3 separate regions of the Mus musculus genome follow, and all the other regions are linked to region 1. Evidence: chromatin contacts called from public Hi-C and promoter capture Hi-C data. All regions are on one chromosome and are shown on one strand. The core of a region is the stretch at or near the end of the contact, and the rest is flanking DNA. Distances in the headings are between cores, read along the strand shown.

Evidence for each region. Promoter capture Hi-C pulls out the DNA fragments that hold promoters and counts their contacts. Hi-C and Micro-C count contacts between places; a contact is called where the count stands out from the background.
Region 2: a contact with region 1 is called in a promoter capture Hi-C map of the SN4741 cell line, with 4 times the contacts expected there. The contact joins the promoter of Clca4a here to the promoter of Clca3a2 in region 1. A contact is called at or near these places in 14 of 39 promoter capture datasets (3T3-L1-derived adipocytes, the SN4741 cell line, Sertoli cells and 8 more), 1 of 484 Hi-C or Micro-C datasets (cerebral cortex), 5 of 115 datasets of contacts at active chromatin or transcription factors (embryonic fibroblasts, embryonic stem cells and intestinal villus epithelium) and 4 of 9 other capture datasets (adipose tissue, embryonic stem cells, liver and 1 more).
Region 3: a contact with region 1 is called in a Hi-C map of pancreatic cancer cells, with 4 times the contacts expected there. The contact joins the enhancer-like site here to the promoter of Clca3a2 in region 1. A contact is called at or near these places in 14 of 39 promoter capture datasets (the 3T3-L1 cell line, 3T3-L1-derived adipocytes, the C10 cell line and 8 more), 3 of 15 datasets of contacts at CTCF or cohesin (hippocampal excitatory neurons, pro-B cells and stem cell-derived epiblast-like cells), 70 of 484 Hi-C or Micro-C datasets (the AML12 cell line, the C2C12 cell line, the CH12 cell line and 32 more), 6 of 115 datasets of contacts at active chromatin or transcription factors (embryonic stem cells, intestinal crypt epithelium and pancreatic cancer cells) and 5 of 9 other capture datasets (adipose tissue, embryonic stem cells, liver and 2 more).

Annotation. Positions count from the first base shown.
Region 1 is chr3:144,818,079-144,821,015 of GRCm38.p6, forward strand. It overlaps Clca3a2 (chloride channel accessory 3A2), which reads right to left and starts at 1,416. Exons shown (of 14, transcript NM_030601.3): 1 at 1,233-1,416. The coding sequence starts at 1,391.
Region 2 is chr3:144,973,748-144,976,690 of GRCm38.p6, forward strand. It overlaps Clca4a (chloride channel accessory 4A), which reads right to left and starts at 1,298. Exons shown (of 14, transcript NM_207208.3): 1 at 1,103-1,298. The coding sequence starts at 1,267. The region is part of intron 2 of Gm35066 (a long non-coding RNA gene); the gene reads left to right.
Region 3 is chr3:145,002,881-145,005,904 of GRCm38.p6, forward strand. It overlaps Clca1 (chloride channel accessory 1), which reads right to left. Exons shown (of 14, transcript NM_017474.2): 13 at 3,000-3,024; 14 at 1,657-2,207. The coding sequence ends at 1,819. Among named protein-coding and RNA genes, the nearest start is that of Clca1, 28 kb to the right of the region's middle. Within about 2 kb of position 1,766, at least 2 of the 459 cell types and tissues checked have an H3K27ac peak or open chromatin away from gene starts, as enhancers often do. A contact at or near this core is called in pancreatic cancer cells, where this site is marked.

The DNA.
Region 1 (2,937 bases), core at 166-2,665:
GTGCATTGTGGTAGCAATCTCGAAACAAACTGAGCATAAATCATCTATACATAAACCAGAAGAAGCAAACGGAGGCTCCTCTTCCTCAAGTGTGTGTGCACAGAGTAACTGAAAAACTGGGATACATTTAACTGAATCTCTTGGATCCGTAAACTCATTTCCACATGCCCAAAGCTAACCCTGACCTTCACCTGCCCACCCCTCCAGGTGGCAGTTGGATTGGAGATGCGACGTGAGGCATAACAGGGATGAAAGTCAGAAGTCTGCAGGCAAGTGGTGTGTTAATCAATTTTTTTTACAATTGCATTGTTCAAACTCACAGGGAACTTAAGGTCTGGTAATTATTATATTCTATGTTAATTAAAATTGCTTTTGTTTTATTTTGAGTTACTGCCCAAGTAGAGCATATAAATAAATGACCAGATTATTAAAAAAACACACATTTTTTGGGTAAACTTTATATACGAATGTGTCTACACCCTTCCCCCATTCCTCCCACAACCCTCACTCTCCCTAACAAATTCACGACCTCATCTTCAATTATTATTGTTACACATATGTATACACAGCTATATTTATAACCCATTGAGTCACTCTGGCATGGCTCAAGAGCTAATAATAAAGACAAATAAGACTGGTTTGCTTCTGCCTGCTACTTGCTACAATCCTACAAATAATTCATTCAATTTTTAGAGGAACCCAGCCTTCTGCTCCTAAGCACTGCATGGAGATGTTGCAAGGACCTATGGACAAAGTACACAGGATGCAAACATTTTTATTAAACAAGTGCAATTAGAAACACATCAGCTTTAAGCATGTGTAAGTTTTCCTTCAAGGTAAGATAGGTAAGGATTTTCGGTTTTCCAAAGTTGAGCACGTAGGAGCAGCTGGAGGAGTGGGCAGGACATTTGCTGTATAGACTGTGTAAACCAACATTACTAAGATAAAGTGTGAGAACTCTTCTTCTTCTGAAGTCTCTTACCTTATCAAGTTAATAAATTATTAACAGGTTAAACACAGATTTTATTATATAATAAAATATAATGCTAGGCAGATTCCCATCATGACTGAAGATAATACTGCAGGCATGATGAAGACGGTCAAAGCGCCCCTTGGGAGGGTAAAACCGTGTGTGTGAGTGTGTAACTGTGTGTGTGAGTGTGTAACTGTGTGTGTGAGTTTGGATGTGCAGGCAACAGAATTATTGACCTGACAATAAAACCCCTTCTTACCTTTATGCTTGGGATGAGCCTTTCGTCCTCTGGCACACTGGGGTTAATGGCAATGACCACACCCTCGTATCCATTGCTGTTGAGATGCACCATGGAGCTCTCTGTGTTCTGCAGGAGATGCAGGGTGAGGAACAGAAGGACCTGCAGCCCTGGCACCATGGTCGCACTGCTCCAGTGAGAAGGAGCAGCACAGAAGGGCATTTATGTGTGTGCCTCGCTCGGGAATTTGAATCACGGCCAGAATATTTGCATAATTTGATAGAAATGCTGATATCTCTTGGGACTTTCCTTTTCTCCAACTGTTGACAGTATTCCACTGTGCCAGCCCAGGCTTGATGTACCTTATCTGTAAGATCCTCCCACATTATTTTTCTTGGAGTATCTTAAAGTTTTTTACCTTTCCCGAGTCACTGTTGTACTCTGTCTTGTTGCTTAAGCTCATCTTACCAACATAACACATCTTCTTACTAGATTTTAAATATTTTGTTAGCAAGAGATTATTTTTCTGAGTATAACTTCTCTCTCAGCCTCAATTTTTCTGACTCAAAACGAGGTCAATGAGGTCTTTAAAAAGGAATGTTGTGAAGATTAAATGTAATAACTCCTGAAGCAGGGCATGGGGCCTTATATTGCTGTGTTACACATGGAGTAGACCCTTTTAAAAAGAAAAGCCAGAAACAACAGAAGAAGAAGAAGAAGAGGAAGAAGAAGAAGAAGAAGAAGAAGAAGAAGAAGAAGAAGAAGAAGAAGAAGAAGAAGAAGAAGAAGAAGAAGAAGAAGAAGAAGAAGAAGAAAAGAGTTTCCTAGGGCCATCTGTAGTAAGAAATTTTGTTTCTTTAAAGACAGAAATATTATGAGAATGTGTTTTTCTTTTTATTCCCAGGTGTGGGACATGGAGCTGTGGGTTAGCACTTAAGCACACAGTGCCCTTGCAGTGTCCAGTACCAAGCCAGGCACTCCCATCCATCTGTAACCCTAGGTTCCAGGAATTCAACGCTTCTAGCCTGCTTTGGCACCTGAACTCATACACACACAACCACACACAGTCATACACACATACATGTAATTAACAGTGATAAAAAAAATCTTAAAAATACAGCATAAGAGAAATCTATTCTCTTGTCTGGAATGGAGACTCTCATCTTCTCTGTGACAAAACTGTTATACAATCTGGGGAGTACTACATGAGAGAATGCAGGAAAAGCACTTCAAGCAGGACTTTGACACTTAAAAAACTCAACTAGAATTATACACTATTATTAAACATCACATGCTGTTGTAAGTGTCAATGCTGACATAAGATTGCTAATTAAAATTTGTTTTTATGGCTTTAATTTGTAAAACTGTAAATAGAGTCTTCCAGGGTTTATGCTGGGAATGAGAAATCCCTGAGCTGCCCGAGGCTATGGGAAAAGCCAGCTGGTTGCAGGGAAAACTTAGCTTTCCTTCATGTTCTTATCTTCAACTATTGGGCCTGTCCCAGCTTGCAGTCCAAGCTTGATAAAGGCTGTGAAATCTTCCCACACTGTCCCCACTATAAGCATTTTTCTTTCTATCTACTTGAGTCACTGCTATGGCACCCCATCTGTTTATCTTGGGTGAATTTGGGCATACATAATGTATCACCTTAATAGCTCAACCATTTTCCTTCTGTCAAGAAAACTCTCCATCACAACTTAGCCTCTCTCATTCCCAATTTCCATAG
Region 2 (2,943 bases), core at 48-2,547, 160 kb after region 1:
TCAATCTGTAACCACCTCGAGCTAGCTCCTCCTCCCCAGGCACAGCTCTTTGTTATAGTTTCCCTTCCCAGCTGATGAAAGTTCTCTACAAGTAGTTAAGCCAAAGTTGGAAAGTTTGCCTTGCCTCTTAACATTTCACAAGAGTGTTGTCTTTCATGCTTTCCAAATATGTTCAGCATCACTTGAATCACTCCTCATACCTTGTCCCAGTCAACACTCCTGTTCATAACCACAGCCTGGCTCCTTCTTCACCCCTATCCTACATTCATACAGTGATGTGATATGAGTGAGCCTTCTATGGTTTCAGGTAGACAGAGCGGTCATAGAATAGACCCCAAAGGGTCCACATCCTCCACTAAGCTCTTTCATGGAGTCTCATTACTTTCCAAAGCTCTGGGCTCTGCCTCTGTGCATAAGCCTCTCCCAGCTTCAGTGTAAGACAGACACCCTTCCTCCAGCTTATTCACTGTTTCCTTGATTATGTGACCTGCTATTACCCACATAAGGCTCTCGTCTTGGCGTCTGCTCACATGTCATATCATCAGTGGGGCTTCTCTGAGGGCTTCCCTGCAGGAAACAGTGACTTACACTCTTGCCTATTACAGCTGTGCTCTGCTTTGCCTTGCTCTTCTGAGGCAGCGTGCTCCACAGTAACCTACTAACCTCATACCTACTCTCCCACTCACTCTGATATTACTGATGTCCTGGAAAAGAAGGCATACCTATATTTCCTTTCTCTTTTCAGTTACTTCTCTTTCCTCAATGGTTCAACAAGCATATGTGTATGCATGCACAATAATTAAAAAAATTACAAAAACAGAATGAGAATCCAACTTCTAAATGACAGACAAGGAGGCTGAGATCACAGAGGCTCTCTGCTTTGTCTTTGATCTTAAGGTGAGAAGATCATATCTCTTCTAGAACCTCTAGAACCTTCATCTGGAATGTGTTAGAGCCTTCATCTCACTCCATGCCTTCTAAAACTGTCTGCTCTGTTTTCAAACTTCTCAAAGCATTCAGAGGTTTTCACAGTAACTCTTACTATTACTATTAACATTTTTATTCTTCATAACTCAAATAGGAGAAAGCCTGATTTTCTTACCTTTATGTGTTCAATTATTGTTGTATCTTCTGGCACAGCAGGATCAATGGCAATAATGATGTCTTCATAACCATTCTCATTCAGCCTTATCAAGGAAGTGTCTGACCCCCAAAGCAGGTACAGGAGGAGGAGGAGGAAAACAGGCCCTCTGGAGAAAGCCATCATTCCAGCCTGGTCACCCAGAGGCCTTTGTTTCTCTGTGTCTCTTGGCAGGTCTATATATACTCCTAAACATCACCTGTTAGCTCATTGAGGGATGGTGACTGTTTAAAGGTCAATGTTCATGTATAGGATACACATAGCCAGGTTACATAACAGTTTTTTGTTTGGTATTGTTTAAAGTGATCAGAAAATTATAAAATACATAGCATCCTTTCTTCTTGAGACACAATATGCTGCTTCCCATTTTCAGTTAATTTCCTAAGCATACACAAAGACTTTCTTATTTTTATAGAATAGGATCATAAAATAAAACCACAATAAAATGTTTATCCATTCTAGAGCCCTGCCTGCATTTTAAAGAGCAAATCACTTATTACCTATTCTCTCTGTCATCTATACAATAATGATATAAATAAAATGCTAGGTAAAATGAGCTTGAAACACAAGGCTGTAAAGCATCTCCTACATTTAAGGAGATTTGATAAAGTCGAGTTATCACAGTAAACAAGCAAGCAAACAAACAGACCATCCCTACTATATAGGAATAGAACTTGTTTTTCAACGTCATACTTTGCTCGTCACTGTTGAGGAAGGATACACAACATAGAATTTAAATAACTGAATTTGATCTTTGAAAGAACACACATAACCCATTCTGTTTTCTTTTCCCACATCTCCAGTCACCCTCTCTCCCTACCTCCCTACAAGTCCGGTTGCTACATGCATGTTTTTCTTCTTTTCTTTTATTAGATATTTTCTTTATTTACATTTCAAATGCTATTCCTAAAGCCCCCTATACCCTCCCTCCACCCTGCTCCCCAACCCACCCACTCCTGCTTCCTTGCCCTGGCATTCCCCTGTGCTGGGGCATATGATCTTTGCAAGACCAAGGGCCTCTCCTCCCATTGATGGCCGACTAGGCCCTCCTCTGCTATATATGCAGCTACAGACTGAACTCTAGTGGGTAGGAGGGAGGGTACTGGGGGGTTCATATTGTTGTTCCACCTATAGGGCTGCAGACCCCTTTAGCTTCTCGGGTACTTTCTCTAGCTCCTTCGTTAGGGGCCCTGTGTTCCATCCAATAGCTGACTGTGAACAGCCACTTCTGTATTTGCCAGGCACTGTCATAGCCTCACAAGAGAGAGCCATATCAGGGTCCTGTCAGCAAAATCTTTCTGGCATAGCTACATGCACATCTTTTTTTGCTTTGTGACCTGCTAAGTTCAGTTAGGGCCATCTATGAGGCCATGGCTCAGGAATCTATGTTGGAGGCCAGTGAGCTCGTCATGAGTATACAACTGAAAACAGTGACAGCCTCTCCATGAGAAAGCATCAAGAGCCTATAGTTAGCCCAGAAAGCAAAGCCCCTTGAGCCCCTCCCTGATCCTTGATTGACAGGCCCAATCTTGTGACACCCTGTGCAGGCAGCCCTATCTCCTGTTAGATTTTGATTACAATGTCTGTGTCATGCTCTGAAGGAATGATTTCATAACCAGCTGCTTCATTCCTTATGTCCCCTCTTGTGGTGTTCCCTGACCCTTTGAGGGGACAGTGTAATATCTTATTTAGGTCTGAACCTTCAACCAGCATGCACTCTCAGCACTTTAAGTAGCCACAAGTCCCTGTATTCTCTCTAGTCACTGCAGCGGAAGGCTTCTCTGAGCTAGGCTGAGCATGGC
Region 3 (3,024 bases), core at 516-3,015, 190 kb after region 1:
GGGCTGGTAGTCTTGAGTTCTTTAGCAGGCTGAGCAAGTTATGAGACAGAAGCCAGCAAGCAGCACCCCCACACACCCCCCCATGGCCTCTGCATCAGCGCCTGACTCCAGGTTGCTGCCCTGTTTGAGTTCCTGCCCTGACTTCCTTCAATGACAAGCAGTGATATCCAAATAAGCCCTTTTCTCCCCAACTTGCATTTTGATCATGGTTTTCGCCACAGCAGTCGTAATCCTAACTAAGTGGAGTGACCCATGGCTTCATCCATATATATAGCAGAGGATGGCCTTGTTGGACATCAATGAGAGGAGAGGCCCTTGGTCCTGTGAAGACTTGATGCCCCAGTGTAGGCGAATGCCAGGGCAAGCAGGTGGGAGTGGGTGGGTGGGTGCTTGAACACCCTCATGGAAGCAGGAGGAGGGGGATGGGATGGAGGCTTCCAGGGGTAAACCAGGAAAGGGGATAACATTTGAAATGTAAATAAAGAAAATATCTAATAAAAATAAAATTCTATCCTAATTCAAACAAAACAAAACAAAACAAAAGACAATCCCTAAAGAATTGGAATTTTCAGAGTCTGTTTTTGGAAAAAGGGAAAGACTTCCCAGTCTTGGTTCTTGCTAGAGGAAGGACTTGTCTCTTGGAACCCAGGTTTGACAGCTCATAGAGCACTTTGCATGACTGACAATCCTGGATCACTGATGGACAGGGCCACATCTTGACCCAGACTCCACCTCCTATTTAAATGAAACCCCACATTAGTGCTTTGAATATGGAAATGGGGAGGACGATCCCTAGACTTCTTTTGCTTCCCAGTGTGCCGGACACTGAATAAGTCTCTTTTATCTGCTTTTCGCTGTTACTTGTGACTTTGCTTGCCCTAAAAGTCTGTTTTCTTATAAGGAAGGTCTGAAAGTAAAGAAATACCTCCTGGATGTCTGTAGAAATAATGGCTTATTTTATTAGCAGTTGGGCATCATCCATGGGTTTACCTGAGTATCGTTAATTAAGCTCATATTTGTAAGCTGTTGTGGTGGTTTGAATACAAGTGGCTCCCATAGGCTCCCATATTTAAGCGCTTGGTCCTTTGCTGGTAGAACTGTTTTGGGAAGATTAGGCAAGGCCTTTGGAAAAGGTATTTCACTAGGGGTGAGAGATGAGGTTTCAAAAGCCCACACCAGGCTCATTCTCTTCCTCTTGCTAATAGAATATTTGTAAAAAAAGATTATGAAATATATTATAATTTCTTTATCACTCGCCCTGAATCTACCTACCTCTTCTCATTTCTTTCCACTGTGGCTTTAAGCATCACTGACTATGTGCATTCAGGCACATAGTATGCATTTCTAAACCCAATGGGACCTCCAATGTGTAATTTCTCCCTTCCATACCTGTCTCATCCTCATTCCGATGAATGAGAATGAGAAGAAAAGAAGACACATTCTTGCTGATGTTAGTCCAAGGTCCTAAATAAGAAACCAGAACTCTTGTATTTAAATAGTTTGGTAGGCATTTCTGATAGTTTACTAGTTAGTAGATTAACTGCAATTGAGTCTTATTTTTAGCTGACTGAGTTCCTTAGGACAAATTCAAATCTACTCCCATCTTCTGATACAAGCAACACTTGCAAGCATTCAAATTACCATCCAAAGACCGAGCAGTGATAAAACTTTTGTATTTGAACAGATAATTTTTAATGCACCCAGACCCAGTTTTACAGCTTCGAGTGTTACTATACCGCCCCCTACAGGAAGTCTAAAGTACATTTTTAGAAAATTCTCCAGTGAAAGGAATGACTGGTTGATTTCTTGCCTGAAAATTCAGTGCAAACCTAGTGTCACCTGCATTTCCCCTAGCCACTTCCACATTATCTTCAGCACGTGGATGCCAGGAATGGTGCTGTTGATGCTGATGTCAGGACAAGGGGGAGTTGAGTCTTCGGGAATGGGCGGCTCCTGAGCGGGGATGAACACAGACACCCGTGCAATGTTGGAGATTTCTGATTTCAGATTGGACTTATCCACAGCCTGGATAGCAATGAAGATATCTGTGCCATTTCCAAAAGTGTTGCCTCCCAGTTCAAACTCAAAGATTTCCTCAGAGCTGGCCTCTTTGGGGATAAGACCGGTAGTGTTCACTTGGAGTGAGGTGTTGAAGTGGTCCCTGAGATCAACGATACTGGTGCTCATTCGGATGATGTAGTTGGAAGCTTAAATAAAAAATAAAAATTAAAGTAGTGAGAGAGGATGTAATGATCAAGTCTTAACCTTTAAAAACTATTAGGAATTACATCATCTCAATGACGTTACAACAGATGAATGGAACTGAGTAACCGTATTTACAAGGGCTGTCACCTACTGTGCACACATGTTACTCTTAGCAAAGTTGGTTCAATGATGGCTCAAAGCCTCTGTCAAAGTATCTGAGCCTGGTGCTTGGCTGGGAAAGGAGGGTGCTCATTGCTTAGTACTCCTTTACTTGGAAGGGAGGTTGGTGCTAGTGTTTCTTGAACACTAACATGCTCAGAGGACCTTAAAACACAGCTTCTAATTTATAAGGTTCTTAAAACACAGATCCTAGTTCTTCAGGTCAGACAGCTGCCCATACATTTCATAAATGCGTTCTAGAAACAGAGGAGCGTAGGCTCTACCCCAGACCTAACTTTTATGTTTGAGAGTCAATGTCTAGCAAGTGGGGAAATTTCCTTCAAAGATATTTACTCTCTATTCTAGAGTCTTTTTCTAGGAACTCTAAAAAAACGTATTCGTCAGAAACAAACAAACAAACAGACAGACAAAAATGAAACACAAAATCCTGAAGTTTTCTTTTCCTACATAAAAACATCTTGTTACTTAAGAAGGTCGGCTTCTTAGATTTAAAAAACCGTGTGCCTTTAATTTCAGAAGCCATTTGAGATTCCCGCCTTCTGTCTTCTCCTCCTCCCAGCACAACCTCTGCTTGGTGGGTGAGCGCCTCTCTAGGGTCTGCGCATCAGTCTCACCTCTCCCGTGGTCGTAGTCATCCCC